2 separate regions of the Mus musculus genome follow, and region 2 is linked to region 1. Evidence: chromatin contacts called from public promoter capture Hi-C data. All regions are on one chromosome and are shown on one strand. The core of a region is the stretch at or near the end of the contact, and the rest is flanking DNA. Distances in the headings are between cores, read along the strand shown.

The links. Capture Hi-C pulls out chosen DNA fragments and counts their contacts.
Region 2: a promoter capture Hi-C map of liver shows a contact between it and region 1. The contact joins two enhancer-like sites. A contact is called at or near these places in 4 of 484 Hi-C or Micro-C datasets (B cells, CD4 T cells, bone marrow-derived macrophages and 1 more), 4 of 115 datasets of contacts at active chromatin or transcription factors (embryonic basal ganglia, embryonic stem cells, hepatocytes and 1 more) and 2 of 9 other capture datasets (adipose tissue and liver).

The regions. Positions count from the first base shown.
Region 1 is chr2:146,440,643-146,448,251 of GRCm38.p6, forward strand. It overlaps Ralgapa2 (Ral GTPase activating protein, alpha subunit 2 (catalytic)), which reads right to left. Exons shown (of 41, transcript NM_001033348.3): 9 at 6,634-6,833; 10 at 3,142-3,369. Among named protein-coding and RNA genes, the nearest start is that of Ralgapa2, 68 kb to the right of the region's middle. Within about 2 kb of position 3,064, at least 11 of the 459 cell types and tissues checked have an H3K27ac peak or open chromatin away from gene starts, as enhancers often do. A contact at or near this core is called in liver, where this site is marked.
Region 2 is chr2:146,596,011-146,603,619 of GRCm38.p6, forward strand. No RefSeq gene overlaps it. Among named protein-coding and RNA genes, the nearest start is that of Gm52577, 24 kb to the left of the region's middle. Within about 2 kb of position 3,726, at least 2 of the 459 cell types and tissues checked have an H3K27ac peak or open chromatin away from gene starts, as enhancers often do. A contact at or near this core is called in liver, where this site is marked.

The DNA of each region.
Region 1 (7,609 bases), core at 1,814-4,313:
TGGCTTCATGGCTAGATTAATCACTAAGTTTGGTGATCACACAGCTGAGCAGTCAACTGCAGGTCTCCCACCACCTTTGCTACAGAGGAAAGCTCTGGCTGAAGTCACCTAGTGGGTTAAACTCTTTGCTCTGTGAAAAGCTTCACTTCACTGTCTTGCTCAGGGAAAGTTGTTCTTTCAGCTATCTTTCCTGCTTCTCCAGGGACAGCTGCCTTTGGCTACCCTGGGGTGAAACATGCCTGCTATACACTTTTGTAACTGCCGAGTTAGCTATTCCTGGGGAAAGGACATAAAATGGCATGGGACATAATGCTATTTAGTCAGCAACTTCTCTTTAAATTTGCAGAACGAACCCAGAACCTTTTATGGATAACAACAGTCTGTGTGACAGAAAAGCAAACTAACCAAAATTCAGAAATAGTATCATTCCTGCCAAATTCAAAAGCCTACCCACTATGCCCATACCCAAAATCAGTATCTATGGAGTCTTATACCTGCAACCCCTCAACATGGCTTCTTCTTTTTCTAAGACACACAAGAGTCCTCATCTTCCAACTTGTCACCTCGTTGCCAATAAAGTGCTTCCTTTCCCATCACCTTCTCTCTCAAATGTGTGGTTTCTCCAGGCAGCAATGAAACTTGACTTTCTGTATCCTCTTAGTCAGGGTTTCAATTGCCATAAGCACCATGATCAAAAGCAAGTAGGAGAGAATAGGAGTTTAACTGGCTCGTGCACGCCCATCACTGTTCATTACTTAAGGAAGTCAGGACAGGAACTCAGATAGGGCTGGAATTCGGAGGCAGGAGCTGATGCAGAGGGAGGCCATGGAGGAAGTTGGTTTATTGGGTTGCTCCTTACGTTTCCCTCAGCATGCTTTCTTATAGAGCCCAGGGATGGCCTCACCCATAATGGACGGGACTACCCAATCAATCACTAATAAGAAAATGCCCAGGTTTGCCTGCAGCTGAATCTTAATAAGGCATTTTCTCAATTGAGGTTCCCTTCTCTAGCTTGTGTCAAGCTGACATAAAAGTAGGCAGCACATGCAGCTATGCTGCAACTGATGCTCATGCAAACATACTGCAAATGCTCAGCCTTTCAAAGGAAAAAAGGAACATCTATAGCTACAGCAGGATACTCGTATTGGACAGAAAGCACACAAACACGGAAGAGAACTGGGAGAGAAGCCAGCTGTCTCAGGCCTGCTCATTAGACCCTCCACTTCAACAGGTCCCAGTTTTTACCTGCCACTCCGAGGTCTGTGCAAGATCATTTCCTTACCTGGTTTAGTCTATCTCCTGCTGCTCCACTCTGCTAGGAAGACTATACGCTGAGCTCTTCTGCTCTGCCTCATAAATTTCCAATCCTGTTTCCTCCTTTTTCTAGTATATATTTATGTTACAGTTTCTTGCTTACTGCAAAACTGTTTATCTTTTTTAAAATGTTAAATGTCCTCATGCCAAAGCTTCAACTTTAGAACCAAAGTCCAAAGTCCTTATAAAGTCTTCCTGGCTCTGACTTGTATGGTGAGAAAGGTTTGGCTTATAAATTCCTAAGTGCAAGAAAGACCTAAGATTCTTCTTCCCTGCTAATCTCTGGCCACATGTACAAGCCCAAATAAATACATAAATAAATCCACACTCACTATTTTTAAAGAACCAAAAAGAGAGAGAGAGAGAGTTTTGGAATACTTTCTTGAAGCCACTCAATCTCTCTCTCTCTGTCTCTGTCTCTCTCTCTCTCTCTCTCTCTCTCTCTCTCACACACACACACACACACACACACACACACACACACACACGTCACAATATCCAACACAGCAAGTACTCTAAGGCTGTGGAACCAAGGTAAAAGATTTGCTAAATACAAAACTAAAACAACCCTATACATTATGATTCCTAATCAATTTTGATAATGATACATTTAGTTAGTTACTTCCTTAGTGTTCTGAGACAAAGTTCCATATAGCCCAGAGTAATCTCAAGCTAGCCATGTAGTTAAAGCTTAAAGTCCTGTTCCTCCTGCTGCCATCTCTCAAATACTGGGATTATAAGTTTTTAATCATTGATCAGTGGTACACTTATCTGTTATAAGATAGATTTCTAGTGTAATAAAATTGGCTAGCCATAAGATGCCAGTCAAAACTGATCCCAGATACGTCTGCCCAGGAACACCAAGCCTGCTGCAAAGCACTGCACCGCTCGACTGCGGCCCAGCTCCTGCTCACTTTCTTTTCCTTCCCCTGCTCTTTCCAGCTTTCTGCTCCAGCTCTTCCCAGCTCTTCCTTTCCTACCTGAGGTATGTTATTCCAGGGCCCTGGATAAAGAGCTTTTCTCTCCTTTATGTCCTTTCTCATTCATCTCATTGCTCTTGTGCCACAAACATATACATACACACACACACACACACACACACACACACATACACACACACACACACATTCATTCATGTCATGTAACATGACAGGGAAATTACAACTTTCTGAAAGTGCCTCTGGGTTGTGTGAGTGCTGAAAGTCTCCAAACACTGGGTTTACTAGGCCCACCCTCTGAGCTGAGTCTACTATGGAACATGAAAGTATTTTTTAATTTCCCTTTGTTATATAGATGGGAAAAAAATGTAGGTCAGAAAAACTTGTGACAAACTAAAAGTAGGACTGGAAGGGAAATTTTTAGGCCAAATCATCAATGCTATTTACCATGTCATAAGTAAAACCACAATGCTACAGTTTGGATCTGGAATGTACCAATCTTCCCCCGGGCCAACGTGTGACTTGGTCCTGGCTTGGCACTACTGGGAAGTGGCATAAACTTTAAGAGGTATGACGTAGTGGGATAGCATAGGTCATGGCAGAGTGTGCCCTCAGACAAGACTGTAGGGCGCTAATCTCTTGATCTTTTTCTCACCCATCCATGAGGTAAACAGGCCTCAATCTGCTTCCTGTTCCTGCTTTAATATGCGGCCCTGCCAAAGGCCCAAAGCAACAGGACCAAGTGACCCTGGACTAAGACCCTTGGAACTGAGACAAAATACACCCCTGTGTTTACACTGATGTCCCTGCACATGGCTTACAGCAATGGGAAGCTGATTGACAGGAACAAAGATGACATCAACTTTATGACTGTATAGCACACACTGACCTGTCGAAATACTTCATTCACAAAATTCACATAACCCCGTGTTGACAGGAGGATCCGCTGCACCATCTCATACACTGTCCGATGCTCCTCTTCAATGCTACAAAGACTGGAGTTGCTGAGTCTTCGGTCAGACAAGGTGCTGCTGTTAGAATGGCTTTTGTCCTGTTCTGTGGACCCAGCACCATCCAGCTCTGGTACCTTCTCTTGTATTGCACCACCACCAACAGTCTGGAAAATGTCACCACAGATCTCAGCAATCCACACCCTCACTCACGAGCACCTAGCAAAATGTGGGTCCTGTCCTGCTCATTACCTTCTGGGGTTTGTGAATGTTGCAGGACTAGAGAAGCAATGCACACTCCCATAAGTGTGAGCATGTGTTCTGCCACTGATCCACGCCCCTACACCCAGGTCTGGCCTTGTTCCAAGTACTCTGATTGCCACCAATTGCACAGGGTACAAAGCAAGATGAACGTCAGCAGTTGCCTCAAACATGGACACCTGAACCTCTACTTACCAATTTCCTAATTAACCAAATAATCCTCCCTGAACTCAGTGACTTTAACAGGAAAACTACTAAGTTATTTCAGGGAAGAGGACTGTGAAATCTTGTCAGCTAAAAAGTTTAATTTGCATTTGTGAAATCACAGAGTAAGTTGATGTGTAAGTGCAATGTGTGCCATCATCACACCAGGGCTCTATACTTACACACTTAACTCTGCTGTCACAGAGGTGTGAAAACTTGGGAGACTGCTTATAACAAAAGGCTCAAAAGGCCCAGGCTCAAAAGGCTGGTAGTTAACATTTTCCATCTCTTCAAATGTTGTTCTTGGAGGCCCCGGTGGCCATATAAGAAATCTAATGACCTTGTTAGTGAGACAGCATAGATTAACTAGTTCCAGCCAGCTATCTCTCCAGCTAGCACTAACAGGTTTGTGGATAAAGTCACCTTAGATCCTCCAGACCAACCATCCACCAGCTAAACGATCACCACCCAAGGGCCCATGAAATATATTACAGGTATCAAGCCAGATTCTGTCCCACTAAGTAAAGACAAAACATAGTGTTAACGGGGTTCTGTTTTAAGGCACTAAGTTTTGAGGTGGTTAATATTACAGCAATGAAATAATTAAACTAGCATGAAGAATTATGTAGTATCAAGTTATTTAAACATAAGCTCCAGACCTAAGACTGCTTAGTGGATAAAGCACGTGCTGTACAATTATGAAGAGCTGGCTCTAGAAGGAGATCTGGCTTCCATGCACTAGAATCAAGCTGGAATGTGAAGCCATTGGCATGAGAGTCGATGCAGAGACGATGTCTAGTCCTCTGGTACATGCAGAAGACCCATCAGTGAAACAATCTACCAGGCCAGCACTACCATGGCTCAGAAAACTACACACTGCCACTTATTCCTTACCTCAATCTCTCTGCCACCCTGGTGCCCTCTGAACCCCACAGCTCATACTGAGACAAAAGCATTCTCAGAGTCAGTCTAAGTATGGACACCCACTGCTCATGAAGCAACTCTCAAGGGTAGGGCATGTCTCAGTTGTTTTGTTGGTGATGCCTGAGTGTGATACCGCTTGATTCCTCTATCCTGATCTGCCAACACACTCAGCACATTCTATTGCTGCCTCTGCAAAGTTCAGGAACAGAGAAGACTACAGCAGTAGTCACCTGACAAACATATACAATTCTTCAGAGTCGTCAGCTTGTATATGCCACTGTTCTACCCATTCTTCCCAGGGGCCTGTGGGTCATTGGGAGAACTGTCTCGGAATTAGTAAAAGTGATGTTTTTTTTTTTTTACTATAATTAAAGAATTATAAAAACAAATATGCTCAGCTGCCTTGCCATCTCGGTGGTTTTTAAATCCCCGATACGCAGAACCAAATCCATAGGACTGACTGACCATGGACTACAGCCTCTAAAAGTATGAGCCAAAAGTAAACTGCTTCAAGTTGACTACTTCAGGTATCCTTGGCACAGTAACAAAGAGCCAACTAACAACCAACGGAACAAGAAAGTCTGTTAAGCCTAGTGCTAGGGAAGCTGGGTCTAGAACACACATCATTAGCTGGTCTTTTCCCTATCAAAAGTACAAGTTCTAGACCAAGAAAAAGATATTGTTTCACTTGGGGAACAGAAAAACAACAACTCTGCATGTATAGCAAAGGACTTTGTAGCAAAAATGTGAATTCTATTGTGAAACAGAACTTTAAGTATATTTTAAAGTCATTTATAAAACTAGTATATTGTTTTAAAAGTTTTGATCACCTTGATAAGGATACTAGTTTTTTTGTTGCTTGTTTGTTTTGACACAGGGTCTCTCTATATAGCCCAGCTGTCCTGGAACATGCTTTGTAGACCAGGCTGGTCTCAAACTCAAGGAGATTCACCTGCCTCTGCCTCCAGAGGACTAGGGGCAAAGGTGTGCACCTCCACGCCAGCTCACTTACTTTACGTGTATGAAAGAATATCATATTTCAAATCTGAAATAAAAACTTTGAGGAGACAAATATACTCATTACTGTTTTCATTTCATCTTTCAAAGTATAAAGTTAAGGGGTTTTGGTTTGTTTTGAACTACCTCTCAGGAAGCCCTTTGTTGTTCTCACTGTACTTCTATACCAGAGATTCTTTTGAAAACAAGTTTGCCCTCTGGGTCTCCAGTAAGTCCTCTACAATGGATCCATAGGCTATAAACTGCTTGGTGCTCCTCCTTCGACCAAGGCACCAATGACCTTGAAATACAGCAACTTCTGCTCTGCCTCCTCCAGCATATGTTTTTTTCCAGCTTGGAGCAACGTCCTATTTCTGGAGCCTCCTTGACATCAGCAAACCTTCAATAAGTGCACTACAGTTGCTGGCCCTGTTCTTGGGGACAAGAAACAACGATAATCAACCCACACAAAACCATGACCCCTCAGTGATGCGACTGATCTCTAAGTTCTAAAAACAGTAGTGTTCTACCAAGTACACACACTGAAGGCCCTCCTACCTGACAAGTCTTTCCTGAAGGCCTCAGAGAAAGGCAGACTTCTCTCTAGGAACAGCATCATAAAGCAACAACTACCCCGGGATCCTGAGCTGCTGGCCCAAGCCTCTCCTGAGATGCCAAAGGCTACATGACAGCATGAGCCCTTTCCATAGGCCAGATCTACAGAACATGAGGGCCTTCCAACTGGTGAAGGAAAGGCAAGACCCTGTGCCTGTGCTCAGAAAACACAACACCTACAAGAAGGAGAAAGAAGGGAGGCAGGAAAGTATCCACAAGAGCTATAGTCCCAGAATTTTGCTTGCCCCTGAGACTACCTTCTTATAGCAACTCCAACACTGCATAGCTCCTCTAAAACCTCAGACCTGCAGACAAGTGAGCCAGTAAATCAAACCTACAAAATCTGTAGTTCTAACAATCAGTTACTTTGCTAATGTGCTTGTGTGCTTATTATACAAGAGAAAGAGATTTTAAAATGATGGTTGTCATACCTGGATGATTTTAGGCAATACATCAACTCCATTTTTAGTGTTTTGTGTTGCAGTTAGATACTTTTTTTCCAAAAAGAAAGTTACAATCCATTTAATGAAAACAACACGAGCTGCCATGTATGGAATTTTTGTACTGTAAATTGTTTCATTATCTCGAGTTACAGTAACATATACTGGCTTTGGTCTCAAATGGGGAATTTCTGATAGAAAGAAAAAGAATACGCAATTAAGTTAGTGAATCTTAACATTACATAATCCCTGTGAACTGTTCCAATTAATCAATATATTACATATATTTGGTTGTTTGGATAGCAATTAAAAGTGATAACCTATAAATGTTTAAAATTAGCATATTCTTGCAGGTTTGATTCTGATTTTGCCTTTTAATATAAATAAAAAGAGGTGGCCATTATTGCCTACATACTGCAATAGTATATAGCCACACTAATTGTTCTTGTTAACAATTATTAAAATTATTTGAAACTATAATGGTGAATATTATCTTCATTTCTAGTATACTTAATTTAATGTTATTTTATAACTGAAACAAATGTAAAATCATACATGAACTTTAACAAAAAATATCTAAAGCCAGACACTGTGGTATAAGTCTGTAATTGCTATACTCAGAAAGACAAGACTTTTCATCTAAATGAACTCAGAAATTCATGTTACATCTTTGAAGTCTCAGGTACCATCTTTTCAAAAGAAAAAGTCAGTCCTTTAAGTTTCATCAAATATGTATACTGTATGGCCGGATTTGAGACACAAATTGCTGTAAGTCCTATGTTGTATCTTAACTACTACTTATATTTCTGGAGTACCTTAATGAGGCAAAAAATATCGACAATAAATAATTTTTTGTTGTTATTTCTTTTTCATTACAGAATCTCTAAATATAGCCAAGGTTGGGTTCTAACTCACAATTCTGCTGCCTCAAGTTCCCAAGCCCTAGGACTGAAGCTATGAGCCACCA
Region 2 (7,609 bases), core at 2,476-4,975, 160 kb after region 1:
AGAGCTGCCCTGTGCCTGCTCTGATGACCCGCATCAGTGTTCAACAGCTAGCTGGCAGTAGAATCCCAGCTTGTTTTTTTTTTTTTAAAGATTTATTTATTTATTATATGTGTGTACACTGTAGCTGTCTTTAGACACTCTAGAAGAGGGCATCAGATTTCGTTACGGATGGTTGTGAGCCACCATGTGGTTGCTAGGATTTGAACTCGGGACCTTTGGAAGAGCAGTCGGTGCTCTTAACCTCTGAGCCATCTCATTAGCCCCAGAATCCCAGTTTTAAAAGAAGAGAACAAGGAATTTTGTTTGTTTGGGGGTTGAGGTATTGTGCCCTGCCCCAGCCCCACTAGGTTTCACTACGTAGCCCAGGTAGGCTCAAACTCACAATTTTTTTTTTTTAAGGAAATCCACCTGGAGTGTGTGTTTTTTTTTTAAAGATTTATTTATTTAATTTATTTTAGTTCACAGTCACTGTCTTCAGACACACTAGAAGAGGGCATCAGATCCCATTAGAGATGGTTGTGAGCCACCATGTGGTTGCTGGGAATTGAACTCAGGACCTCTGGAAGAGCAGTCAGTGCGCTTAACCCCTGAGCCATCTCTCCAGGCCCCAAACTCACAGTCTTTGACCTCAGCCTCATAAGAGCTGGGATTGTAGGCCTATACCAATACATCTGTGTAAAACCAGGATTTACTGAGTTTGCTTGTTTTTGCGTGTCTGTGGTGTATGTGCATGTGTATATATGTGGAACGGGGTCTCTCAGTAGAACCCAGAGCTTCACAGGTCACCCTATGCAGCTTGCTGGACATTGGGATTACAGGGAGGCCTCCATGCCCACCTGGTATTTATGTGGTGCTGAGGACCTGAATTCCAGGCCTCATGTTCTCTGTGCAAAGGCTTTATTTAAGCCATCTCCCTAGTGTCCCTCCGATAAATCAGGCTTTTAGATCCTCAAAGAGTATATCTTCATGAGGCTTAAGCAAGTAAGCCACACTGCTGTGAAGGAATGAGTCTGGGGCAAGGGTGAGGTTTTACGTCATCTCCCCTTCTGTAAGTAGTCAACAAGAGACCCCCACTCCTGGGCAGAAGCCTGCAAAGGCTCCTCCATAGCCCACAAAGAGGTCATTTCAAGTCATTTCCCTTCCTAGTGCCAGCTTTTTTTTCTTTTAATATCGATCACTATAAACTAAATCTTGCCACTTATGTGTCCTGTCATAAAGAAAACATTCTTGCAGTTCTAACATAAACCCTAAACTTGTTGAACATTCCTGTCGTAGACAGTCAAGCCAGGCAGTCAAAGCTGCTTACAAAACAATTCCAATTTCAAATACTCTGTCCCTTTTTCTCTGGGAATCATTAAAAGGATCTCAAAATTACCAATATTTCCAACCCAGCTATATAATGGTCACAAACCCAGAGCATGTCACAATGACTTTATTTAGTTATGCCATTGGATCAACAATGAGTCCACTGTGGTTTCCGTGAAGTCTGTGCTGGGCGATATGCTTCATCTGCCCCTTCAGTGTTTCATCTTGCTTGGATGGGCTTTGGTTTTTTCAGGTGTGAAGACCGTGAACATCTCATTGACAGAAACGTGGTTCCAGGTGAGTTAATGCCAGCATGCTAAGGATGACAAAACCCCAAGTCAGTTTGTCCACTACTCAAATTTAAGAGGCTTTGCAATCTGATTCAATGAGAGGACACCTGGGCTCAGGACATGGCCCAGTGGGTACTGCGCTTTCTTCACAAGCACAAGGAATTCATCTGGGATCCTCAGCATCCAGTTTAAGATGGGTGTGGCAGTGCGTTCCTGTACTTCCAGCACAGGGGAGGCGGAGTGAGAGAGTGAGTGGATCACTGGGGCCCGCTGGCCAGCCAATCTAACCAGTCTGCCCAATTGATGAGCTCTGGGTTCAAAGAGAAGCCCTGTCGCTAAATAAATAAATAAATAAATAAATAAATAAATAAATAAATAAATAAATAAATAAAGGCAGAAAGCAATAGAGGAAGACACCTCACAATTGACCTCTGGAGAATCTTGAGTTTGAAGTGAGTGGATCTAGGTTATATAACAAGACTCTATCACAAGCAAAAACAAAACAAAATAAAACAAAACAAAACAACAACAACAACAAAAAAAACAGAACTGGAATGTAAAGAACAGAGAAGAAAATTATTTCAGAAGGTATGGAACTAAGGAATTGAGCAGGAAGGCAACCCCTCAAAGTGGCAATACTTCAAATGTGTGTTTTCCCACCTTAGAAGCTGACAGTTAAAAAAATAAAAATAAAAAGCTAGAACTGCACACAAAGAAGAAATTTGAATCAGTCAAGAAGTTTGCTGCTAGTGCTAGTGCCAGTGATGGCTACACAGGATAACCCCTTCAGGTGGTTGTTGCTGCTTAGATGAACACAAACAAGAAGAACAGTGGGGACTTGTAACTGTGACATTAGGCAGAAGCCAAGAGGCAGGGGCTTTAAAACAGCCACAGGCTAAAAGGCAAACTGATGGCAGTGGATAGCTGTGCCTCCCTGGCCCAAAGCCTAAGAGTAAATTCTTCAATGAATGTGCTTAGCTATCTCCTACATCAAACACTCATCCAAGTGTGGGCTACACTGACCAGTCTTCAGCTGACTGAGCAGTTAAGCCAACGCTAATGGAATGCAGTTAGTTGTTTCCTCCTCAATTGGTCTGACAAGATGGAGGACAGATTTCAAGTCATCCTGGGCAGAATACAGTTTCATTCCAATCTCAATAAGAACCACGCCCAAGACTTGAAGCTTCTTTGCTCTCCTGACTTGATGGCCTTGTCCCTTCTTGCAAGGTGCATTATATTTTCCCCGTACCCGGGGATCATTAAAACCCCATTAACCTGTCTTCAGTGATTCATTTGGTTCTTTCTGTGAGAAGGTCCTCTAGGAGAGGTGTCCCTCACTCAGGCGATTCTCCGGTCACATAACGTTGCTTGTTTTCACACAACGCTGCTTGTTTTAAATATGTAACATGACATGGTAATGAGGCAACATGACTAAGGAATGCTGGCATCATTTTTCGTATTCAGCCTAGATGTTATCAGTTAACTGGACGGTTACCTCAAGTCTTGAAGTTGAGGGCAGGTATTTGTTAAAGCCACTCCATCCAGCAGCCTGGGGTTCCCAGCACTTGGAGGCTAAGGTACATGTTTGTTTCTGTGGCATCCTACTGCAGAGTTACAGTGCTCATTCCTCTCCAGCTGCTCTGCCACCTTCCCCCCTCTATACCGAACCACCTCCCTCCTCTACTCAGAACTCACCAATGATCCCTCACTGTTAATGATTTTGTTAGGGTCAGAACCTGGATTTTAGCAGCTGAACAAGCCAGGCTCTCTCTTCCCTGTCCTCCATATACCAATTAAACAAAGGTAATAACAAAAAGCAGAAAAAGGGAGATTTCCCACCACAACGTGTCCACATTGAAATGAGGAATAAAGAGGTCTAGTGACCCACAAGTTCAGCTTTCTGTCTACCACTGCACTGCTGTCCCTGCCTTCCACTTGCCTTCAACTGCAAGGCTACTGCCATCCATGTACCAGCTCGAACTCTCAGGCCAAGGCTGATCTGATCCTTCAGATCATTTCAAGCGTCAGTTTCTTCTGCCAGAATGTCAGCGCGGTGATGAGTAGGTGAAGTCTCAGGCAGTAGGGTAGCGAGATTGAGGACAGCAGGGTGAGCGAAGGCCACTCGTTCAGTCAACAAAAAGCTCTGATAATGTGTCCATCGGTCAGGGGAATGGTTGGATAAAGTTTTCAAGAGTGTTAGTCAGCCATCGGTCAGTGGGGCTGAGAGACCACACTTTCTAGGTCATGCACCAAGTTTTGTCTCAGAGTCAATTTATCTGCGTCCTTCACCAGAAGCCACTATGTTCAGACAAGCAGGCCATCTTACAGTCACAGGTCTAATTTCTTACAAGTATGCCACAGTTCTTTTCCAGGGCCCCAATATCTGAGTAAGAACCTCTTTGGCAATACCTTTGTTCTCAGTCACATCTAGGAGGCCCAAAGCTGGGGACGACATTAGGGCAGTCTTGATGGCATAGGGCTGTTTATCTCTTTAATTCAGCAAAACCTGGAATCCACAGTCTTCAAAAGCCCGCAGTGCCCAGGAACTTTTCTAACTTGTTTTGCACTGGTCGGTGGGGGAATATGAAACACAGTCTCTTTTCTAGCTGCTTCGACAAGTAGGCCACTGGCCTCTTCCAAGGACTCGGCTTCTGTGTTAGCACCCCTTTTGCTAGCCTTTTACTTTTAGCCACGAACTGTGACGGGTTTGGTCATGGAGGGGAGGGCCACTCCCACAGCCTCCTCTATGTCCCCTTCAGCAGCCACAACATCCAGGGCCACTGACTTCTCAGGGACCACCCCTCTTTTGCTCCGGGTTTCCCGAGCTCATTTCTCCCTAGGCTCTAGGTCCATGGGTGGGACCACTGTGACCCGCTGGCTGCTTCCTGGAGTTGGAGTGGGAGGCAGGGCAGCTGAGGATCTGAAAGGAAGTGGTCAGCATAGGGATCTGACAGGATTCTTAGGTTTATTCCAGAGGGCATAACTCAAAAACAGTTGTCAGTTGTTAGTCCAAGTCTGAACACAAAGAGACACACAAGACACACATAGAAACCGTTTTCAGGCAACCACCATAGAATCACAGTACCACAGAAATGACAAATACAAGCAAGACCAATACAGGGTGTCTTACACGTGATTTCCAGAGAAGCCTGACACTATCTGTTCCAGGCATATACTGAACCCTAGGTGCTGGGTTGAGAAGGACTGTTTCAAATCTAACTTCCCAGCTTGACACCAGAGCATCCTCCAGCGTTGTGGCCTGCAACGTTTTGACATGTCTCACTGTCACTGCAACCAACCCAAATGGACCTCTCCGTGGGAAGGCCCCCAGAACCTGAGACCGGCCTAAAACCAAACCAAGATAATCAGTCAATCCCTTGGAACCAAAACCATACCTGAAACCAGACAAACCAAAAGCAAAACAGAATCAGAAGGTGGTCTAATGGAGGACACACAAGTGAACAAGACAGACAGACAGACACCCAGACATACAGTCAGTCAGGCAGGCAGGGAGGGATTCCAATTTATCTCCTATGTACAGTGTCTGTGTCCCATGATGAAAACCACAAACAAAAACAAGACAGCAACAGAGGAAAAAAAAGACACCAATATATCTAAGCACACTCATCCATGCCTGGACTTATACAATCAGCCAAACACGACTTCCTGACAGGGGTCAGATTCCACATGACTTCCTTCCTGACTGGGGGGTTGGGGGGGGGAGGACTCTGCTTCCACCCCCTTCCACCCGTGGAATGTCTTCCAGGGTTGCAGCCTGTAGGGCCTTAGGACGTCTTCCTCCCGCAGCCACTAGATCCTCCCGGTCCACAGTGGCAGCTACCAGAATACAGAATACCAGAACTAGGAACCCAGGCGGGACTCGAACCCACAATCCCAGAACTGAAAAACCAAGACACAAATTCAGCGGTGCCACACTTAGACACTTAGACAACAGACAACATACAAGACTCACACAAACAAACGTACCTCCAAGGGGTCTTTCGGGGTTCCTGGGTGTCACGCAGATCTCGGTGGAACCTCCAAATGATAGAACCTAGTGGGGAAACCCCCCACTCAATTCCCAATCCAGCGTGCACCCAAAGAATCACGAATAGACCGTCTTGATGTAATTACACGAGGTAGTTTAATGACGGAGCTCTGGACTGACGTGTATCCCACACAGGAGATAACGGATGTCAACCATGAGGCTCAAAAGCTAGGGGTTTTTATGGGGTAAAGGGCTTAGGGGTGGGGAATTCAGCATAGCGACACACTATTGGCTTATTCAATCATCAGCAGAAAAATTACATGTACGTGCAAGGTGTCAGAGTTCTGTGAGTTGTTGACTCAGTTCAGATAGCCCTGTTATGTCCTCATATTCCTCTTTATCTTTATGGTCAAGCTGCCCCCAGGAATGCTTTAACTACGGGGCATACATGGGTTTATTTTTCTTTTTTTCTCAGCCCCGGGCAGCCTCTAGGCTCACAAACAACCAGCAATTTCTGAGTCTTTTATATGACTTACAGGTCTTGAAATTTCATCTTTCTTTCAGTCAGCTTGTTAGAATGGTGTAAAATCTCCTTCTGGGAGACAAGACCCTGCTCTGGTTGGCAGCAGGCTTCAGGATTTTCCTTCTACCAGCATGTAGCTCTGGGGGATGTTCCAATTTGTTGGTGGCCATTGTTTCAACAGTTCAGTAGCCAAATGGTGGGGCACAAGTTGTTATAACCCCTTCATTCTTGCTGAGGCTGTTACACCATGACCTAAAAAAAAATCTGCATTTCTTAAAATGAAGAATTGAGACTTCTCAACATGCCTACCAACCATCCACTCTTCATTTCTACCTTAGAACATTTTTCCCCCCTCAATTAAAAGATAGCTGCTATGGTTCACCCTCCCTCCTTCTCTCTCTCAGACAGTCTCACTGTACAACTCCACTATCCTGTAACTCACTGTGTAGACTGGGTTAGCATGTGATGGCTAATCCTGGTTAACTTGACACACTTGGGAAGAGGAAACCACCACAACCAATAATAATAATAATAATAATAATAATAATAATAATAATAAATGTATATGGGGAAATTTCTTGGTTGTTACTTGATACAGGAGGACCCAGCTCACTGTGGATGAGTCCCTGGGAAAGTGAGTCTGGGATGTATAAGAAGGGTATCTGAGCAAACCAGGGGAAGCAGTGTACAGTATTCCTCCATGGTCTCTGCTTTAGTCCCTGCCTTGGCTTCACTTGGACTATAACCCACAAGCTGAATTAAGCTCTTTCCTCCCGAAATTGCTTTTGGGTAGGGGTGTCATATGGTGTTTATCATAGCAACAGATGAACTGGAAAAACAGCTTCCTTTGCAACCACAAGTATTAAGCAGGATTCATTATTGAAAAAAAAAAATCAACAAACTTTCTCTGAACCCTGTCTTAGTTAGGGTTTCTGTTGCTGCAATAAAACACCATGACCAAAATGCAAGCTGGGCAGCAAAGGGTTTATTTGACTTACACTTTTCATATCACTGTTCATAATCAAAGGAAGTCAGGACAGGACATTAAATAGGGCAGGGACTGGGAGGCAGGAGCTAATGAAGAAACCATGGAGGGATGCTCCCTGCTTCCCCTGGCTTGCTCAGCCTGATGTCTCATAGAACCCAGGACTACCAGCCCAGGAATGGAACTGCTCACTATGGGTTGGGCCCTCCCCTGTCAATCACTGATTAAAATGCGCTACCTCTGGATTTTATGGAGGTATTTTCTCAATTGGGGTTCTGACCTTCCAGATAACTCTAGCTTGTGTTAAGACTAGCCAGCACCCCCCACCCCCATTCTCTCAAAACAGAGTTTATTGGCTTGGTTTGCACCATACTGGGGTGGACCATTTATCAATGGCCATCTGCTTGCTGGGAGGTAGAAAACCAGGCAGGAAGCCTTAGAAGCCCCAGTTGGATGCTGGAGGCTTGGAAGCTCTCTGGTGAGAGTCCACATGGCATGGCTGCAGAGGCTGAGCGTGG